Regions from separate parts of the Cyprinus carpio genome. Here region 1 is linked to region 2. A link is a contact called in public Hi-C data. All regions are on one chromosome and are shown on one strand. Each heading gives the region's core, a stretch centred on a gene start, on an enhancer-like site or on the middle of the called end of the contact. The rest is flanking DNA. Distances are from core to core; before and after follow the strand shown. Region 1 holds the start of LOC109103934 (protein zyg-11 homolog). Region 2 holds the start of LOC109047260 (cell cycle control protein 50A-like).

Region 1 (3,260 bases), core at 290-2,789, 180 kb before region 2:
CATGTATGGGGTTGCTTCTCAGCCAAGGGAGTGGGCTCAATCACAATTTTGCCTAAGAACACAGCCATAAACAAAGAATGGTACAAAAACATCCTCTGAGAGCAACTACTCCCAACCATCCAAGAACAGTTTGGTAATACAATTCCTTTTCCAGCATGCTGGAGCACCTTGACATAAGGCAAAAGTGATAATAAAGTGGCTCGGGGAACAAAACATCGAAACTTTGGGTCCATGGCCAGGAAACTCCCCAGACCTGATCCCACTGAGAACTTGTGGTCAATCCTCAAGAGGCAGGTGGACAAACAAAAACCCACAAATTTTGACAAACTCTAAGCAATGAATATGCAAGGATGGGCTGCCATCAGTCAGGATGTGGCCCAGAAGTTGATTGACAGCATGCCAGGGCGAATTACAGAGGTCCGGAAAAAAAAGGGTTAACGCTGCAAATACTGAGTCTTTGCATAAACGTATTGTAATTGTCAATAAAAACCTTTGACACTTATGAAATTCTTGTAATCAGTATAGCATAGTAACATCTGACAAAAAGATCTAAAAACACTGAAGCAGCAGACTTTGTGAAAATTAATATTTGTGTCATTCTCAAAACTGTTGGCCGCGGCTGTATACTGTATGTCGCGATACTGAGTTATCGAAAATATAAAAACTTAAATAAAAACTGAAACCTTATAAAAAGAAAAACTTAAAACTCGAATAGAAATATTTCTAAAACTTCAATTTTAAATTGCACCTTAAACTTAGGAAACCATAAAACTACGAAAAATTTATGGTCTTTGTGTTCAAAAATCTATGTAACTGACTTATTTATAAGTGTACTGTCGTTAATCATATTACATTATTGTTACAAATACATATTTACTCTAGCCGTTTTTATGTTTTTGTACTAATGCATGTACACAAATAAAGTTTATCTTTCATAGGTCTCGCCCACTGTAAGCTACTATCTTGCTTTGGCTGAATTCAGAAAATCATAATTTTGACACGCTAGATATGCTCTTCTGTGTCATCCGCGACACAAGGAATTGTTGAATAAAGTCGTTGTTTTTGTTTTCTTCGCTTACAAAAAGTGTTCCCGTCGCTTCATATAAAACGGAATGCACCTCTGATGGCAGATGGAGTATTCTGACGATGACTTTCATACCTTTTATGGACCTTGACACTGTTATTTACTTGACAGTCTATGGGACAGTCACAAGCCTCTCGGTTTTCATCCAAAATATCTTAAATTGTGTTCCAAAGACCTGTTTAGTACGACATGGGGGTAAGTGATTAATGACAAAATTTTCATTTTGGGGTGGAGTATCCCTTTAAAGCAGTTTTTTGGCATGTCTTGGCCTGAGTTTTTGTTGCATTCACACAGTTTTGACCAGCAGGCGTCACTGGCGTGTGGTGTTTCGAGCGCTTCGAAACAGTGAATCACTTTGCGAAACAATTGGTTCAATTGAACCGAAGCTTCGAAAAGGTTCGTTTCTCCCGTCGCTGCCGCCCACAGCCCCGCCCCCTCTGATGCAGTTCCGTTTCCCGTGTGACGACCTTGTTTACTTGTCAAGACGTCGCTGCGCGTTCCTCCCGATATAAAAGAGCCGTCAGAATGACTGACAGCACGCTGTGACCGGAGCACGTATGATCTCTTAAACAACAATGCAAACGAGGAACAGAAGCTACAGTGGATTTATAGCGGCCCGTGTACTTTTAATCACCAACAAGCAGGATCCGCGAATGTTTGAAGACAGATGTGTGAAGGCTAACTAACAGGCTAAGTAAAGAAGCTAAGAGCATTTCAGTCGGGTTGTATTTGATCTCCACCTCAACCCACCGGCCATTATCCGCAGAACACGAGCGTTTCTTTCGTTTTGAGGCCGTTATGATCCATCTCTCTGAGACCATGGTAAGGCTTTACATCTCACACTACTACTGTATGTAACGTGTGCCGTTCACCAGATCATCCTTCAGATGGAGAAGAACTCTAAATCAAGCGGTTTGCAGTAACATGTTGGTGCTCATAAACTGTGTTGCGTTAGGGATGATCACAAGGAAGTTGTAACTACCGAAAGGTCATAGGGTCGGACCTTCAAGGGTTGGTGATCCATGATCAGGAACCACTGGCTCCTTGAGCAAAACCAACACTTTCTCCAGCGGAGACTATAGTTAAATAGTATTTTGTATTGTTGTTGATGAAATTTTTTTTTTTTTTTTTTTATATCTAAAAAGTGTATAAAATAGCTTTTATGGGTATAAAATGTACTTAAAATACTAAATATACATTAAATTATTAATAACTAATATGTAACTTAGAAATAAATGTCTTTTGCGGTCTCAAATATAATAACTATACATGATCTTATTAGTAGCCAAAAACTACATTTGCAAAATAAAATGTACTGTATTGTGCAATACTGAAATTAAAGAATTTGTTATTATTCCATTCCCTTGTTTTAGTTTAATTGTGACCACAAATTAAGTATTTAGTCCTATGACTTAATTTAATTTAAAAATAAATCAAAAAATAAATTAAAAAGAAATCATAAATCATCCTATTAATTTGGGGGGTGCTTAATAAACCGACACACTTTTAATCTGAAGAACTGCGGTCTTTCATTACACATGTAGCTCCGTAGACTAGAAAACCCGTCAAAATAAGATTAAAGGAGATCTATACATATTTAAACTTAAAATAAAAAAATATTAAAATGTATACAAAAACAAATTAGAAGATTAATCAAAATAAAGTGTTACAATAAAAAAAGGTTTAATGTGTATTTAATTTATACAGTAAAGTGTTATTTTACATTTGTTTGCTTTATTTCTGTACCTGAAAACTGTTAAACCTACCTAAAAAGCACTGATTATTTAAGATGTATCTTTGTTCTGTTGTATTTATGTAGGCTTGCTGAATGTTAAATGTATCCAATCCATGTTTATTAGAAATTATTTGATAATGCAGGAACAAAACTGCTAGTATAATTTAATGCAGGTGTCTTTGAACTTTGCAGATTTAAAACATGTTTAAAATACTATCTATTTTGATGCCAAAATTTCAAGTAAAAGAGGAAGTGACAAATATCGGTATCGGAATCGGCCAATAAGTGTTTGTGAAAATCTGTATCGGCACCAAATAATCCTATTGGTGCATCCCTAAAATATATATATATATATATATATATTTGGTGTAAGAGTGGGAGATATATATATAAATACACTGATTAGAGAACCGGCTTTACTGACGAGATGCGCATTAATTA
Region 2 (3,345 bases), core at 161-2,660:
TGGAAGTTTTAGAGGAAAAAAGATTGTCAGAAACACAGCTTTGATAAAATACTGCCAGTTTAGTGCCCCCACACCTGTTCTGAGAAAACCTTGTACTGCTTCAGTCGTTGCTTTGGTGTCTTGCTCCATCTTCTGGTTCAAATGGTGCATTTGAGCCTTCCAAATGGTGACTATGAATTGAACCACAAAGTCTAGAGAACACTTGAGCCGTTAATTTGTTGTCTTTTATTTGAACCACAAAGTCTGTGTCCATGCTTGTGTAACAAATATATTAGGATATGATAAAATACATTCTAAAATTAATTATAAATCTTGTATTTCAAGAGAAAAGAATCACAGATGTTGGTGGAACATTGCATTAAAGTAAAAATGAGACTCACTACACCATAGAATAATGACATAGGCCTAATCATCAGTCAACACATCAGTCATCGCTTAAAAAAGTAGTTTTGCCTCACAGTTGTACAGAAACTACATTGTTTTCCCCCCAAACGAAACGGTTTGAAATGGATTTAGATTTTTACAAAATTGATGGTGCAAAATTTTAGCATTACAGGCCCTACACACCCTGCTGGAGAACAAACAGTTTTTTCATTATATATATATATATGTATATATATCACACACACACACACATACACACACATATACAACACCCATATATGATAAATGAATAAAACAAAATTATAATTTGTAACAGGCAAATATGTAACAAATAAAATATCTGATTCTATACGTATTCTTTTTAATTATCTATTTGTCTATAACTAACATAACTATGTGGTTGTGTCATGTGGTACAACGCCTGCCAGATGCCCATGTGATTCATTTTAACGAATAGGTTCGTTTCAGTGAGTGAACCAGTTAAAAATGATTCACCAGTTAATTTGAGTCATCATGTTCATCACGGTAACAAATATGTTAAAAAAAACCATCCATAGTGACTGCAGTAGTATAGTATTTATTGTAAACCAGTGTGATGTTGATGTTTGATTATGTATGATGTAGATTGATGTTTAATGTTAACTGATGAATGAAGAATCAGAAATGAGGTTTGTGGTTTATGGATTTTGGAGTTTATGGGGATGTCAAGGGTAACATGTTAAAGTCAATAACTGTATATAAGCTCAATCATTTTAATACATTCACAACATAAAACATTGCTTTTTTATTCTGCTTTTAAAAAAGCAGTCGGAGATCTCCACTTTCAGTTATTATGAATTAGCATTTTATGAAAGCATTAAAACACCAAGTAAATATTTTGGTAACATAATAATTGCATACAGATTAAACACAGAACATACGTACGTATACATTGTGATTAAAAAAAAAACGCTCACTTATCACAGCACAGTGATTCAAAAACGCTTCGCGAATCAGTTCGACTGAATCAAAGGATCCGGTTCATATACATGATTCGCGAATCAGACAACACTAGCTGACACTTCCTGTAGCACCGCCTCAAACAAAACAAGCAACTATCCACACAACCTGGAGAGAAGGTCCCCGTGAAGACAGACTACTTCAGCGGACATATAAAATACATTTATATTATTTACCCGTCTATAATCGAGAGATTGTGTGTTTTAATACAAGGAACAGAGGCTGTGAGCTGGTGTTTACAGCTATGATGGCGTCCAGCTACAGCGCGAAAGAGGAAGACGGTCATCACTCGGGATCCGCGGGGCTCGGCGGAACCGCCATCCGGACTAGAAAGCCCGACAACACCGCCTTCAAACAGCAGCGGCTACCGGCCTGGCAGCCCATCCTGACCGCGGGGACCGTGCTGCCCGCCTTCTTCATCATCGGCCTCATCTTCATCCCGATAGGAATCGGCCTCTTCGTGACGTCCAATAACATCAAGGAGTTCGAGGTTTGAGTCTGTTGCGCTGTGTGTGCTTAGTGTCATTTTACTAACAAATACAGAGTGAACACACGTCTACTGTATAACCAGTTTTCAGACCAGTTTCAGTTTTCAGACCAGTTCCCTTCTTCCATTCATTGCAAAAACACTTAAACGAGCTGTTCAACCAAGTCTCTGCCTTGCTCACACAGAACAACCTCCTTGACCAACCAGTCTGGCTTCAGAAGTGGACATTCGACTGAGACTGCCTTGCTCTCAGTTGTTGAAGCCCTAAGACTGGCAAGAGCGGAATCCAAATCTTCAACACTTATCTTGCTTGATCTGTCCGTTGCTTTTGACACGGTTAACCACCAGATCCTCCTGTCAGCCCTACTGACAAAGGGCATCTCAGAAACCGCACTCCAGTGGTTTGAGTCTTACCACTCAGATAGGTCCTTCAAAGTATCTTGGAGAGGTGAGGTGTCCAAGTCGCAACATCTAACTACTGGGGTGCCTCAGGGCTCTGTTCTTGGACCACTTCTCTTCTCTGTCTACATGGCATCATTAGGTTCTGTCATTCAGAAACATGGCTTTTCATACCATTGCTATGCTGATGGATGACACTCAACTCTACCTCTCTTTCCATCCTGATGATCCGACGGTAGCTTCTCGCATCTCAGCTTGTCTAACAGACATTTCTTGCTGGATGAAGGACCATCACCTTCAACTAAACCTTGCCAAGACAGAACTGCTTGTGGTTCCAGCAAACCCATTGTTTCATCACAATTTCACCATCCAGTTAGGAACATCAACCATAACTCCTTCAAAAACAGCCAGAAACCTTGGAGTTATGATTGATGATCATCTGACTTTCTCAGACCACATTGCTAAAACCGTCTGGTCCTGTAGATTTGCTTTATTCAACATCAAGAAGATCAGGCCCTTTCTTTCGGAACATGCTGCACAATTCCTTGTTCAAGCTCTTGTTCTGTCCGGCTGGACTATTGCAACGCTGTCTTGGCAGGTCTTCCAGCCAGTTCTATTAAACCTTTACAATTAATCCAGAACGCAGCAGCAAGGTTATTTTTAATGAGCCGAAAAGAATACACGTCACACCTCTGTTTATCAATTTGCACTGGCTACCAATAGCTGCTCGCATAAAATTCAAGGCATTGATGTTTGCATACAAAACCACCACTGGCTCTGCACCCCTTTACCTAAATTCATTACTTCAGACTTATGTGTCCTCTAGAAGCTTGTGTTCTGCAAGTGAACGTCGCTTGATTGTGCCATCCCAAAGAAGCACAAGTCACTTTTACAGACTTTTAAATTAAATGTTCAATCCTGGTGGAATGACCTGCCCAACTCCTGAGCCTTATCTTCAAGAATTGGCTTAAAACACATCTCTTCCATCTTTATTTGACCCTCTAACTTTAGCACTCACTATTCTAATTCTATAAAAAAAAAAATAAAAAAAAATCTAACTAGCTTTCTAATCTTTT

What was found. Hi-C and Micro-C count contacts between places; a contact is called where the count stands out from the background.
Region 1: a contact with region 2 is called in a Hi-C map of red blood cells, with 2.9 times the contacts expected there. The contact joins the promoter of LOC109103934 here to the promoter of LOC109047260 in region 2. A contact is called at or near these places in 2 of 8 Hi-C or Micro-C datasets (red blood cells and skeletal muscle).

The regions. Positions count from the first base shown.
Region 1 is chrA20:6,913,566-6,916,825 of ASM1834038v1, reverse strand. LOC109103934 (protein zyg-11 homolog) reads left to right here and starts at 1,539. Exons shown (of 16, transcript XM_042777501.1): 1 at 1,539-1,906. The coding sequence starts at 1,883.
Region 2 is chrA20:6,728,543-6,731,887 of ASM1834038v1, reverse strand. LOC109047260 (cell cycle control protein 50A-like) reads left to right here and starts at 1,410. Exons shown (of 7, transcript XM_042777494.1): 1 at 1,410-1,873. The coding sequence starts at 1,628.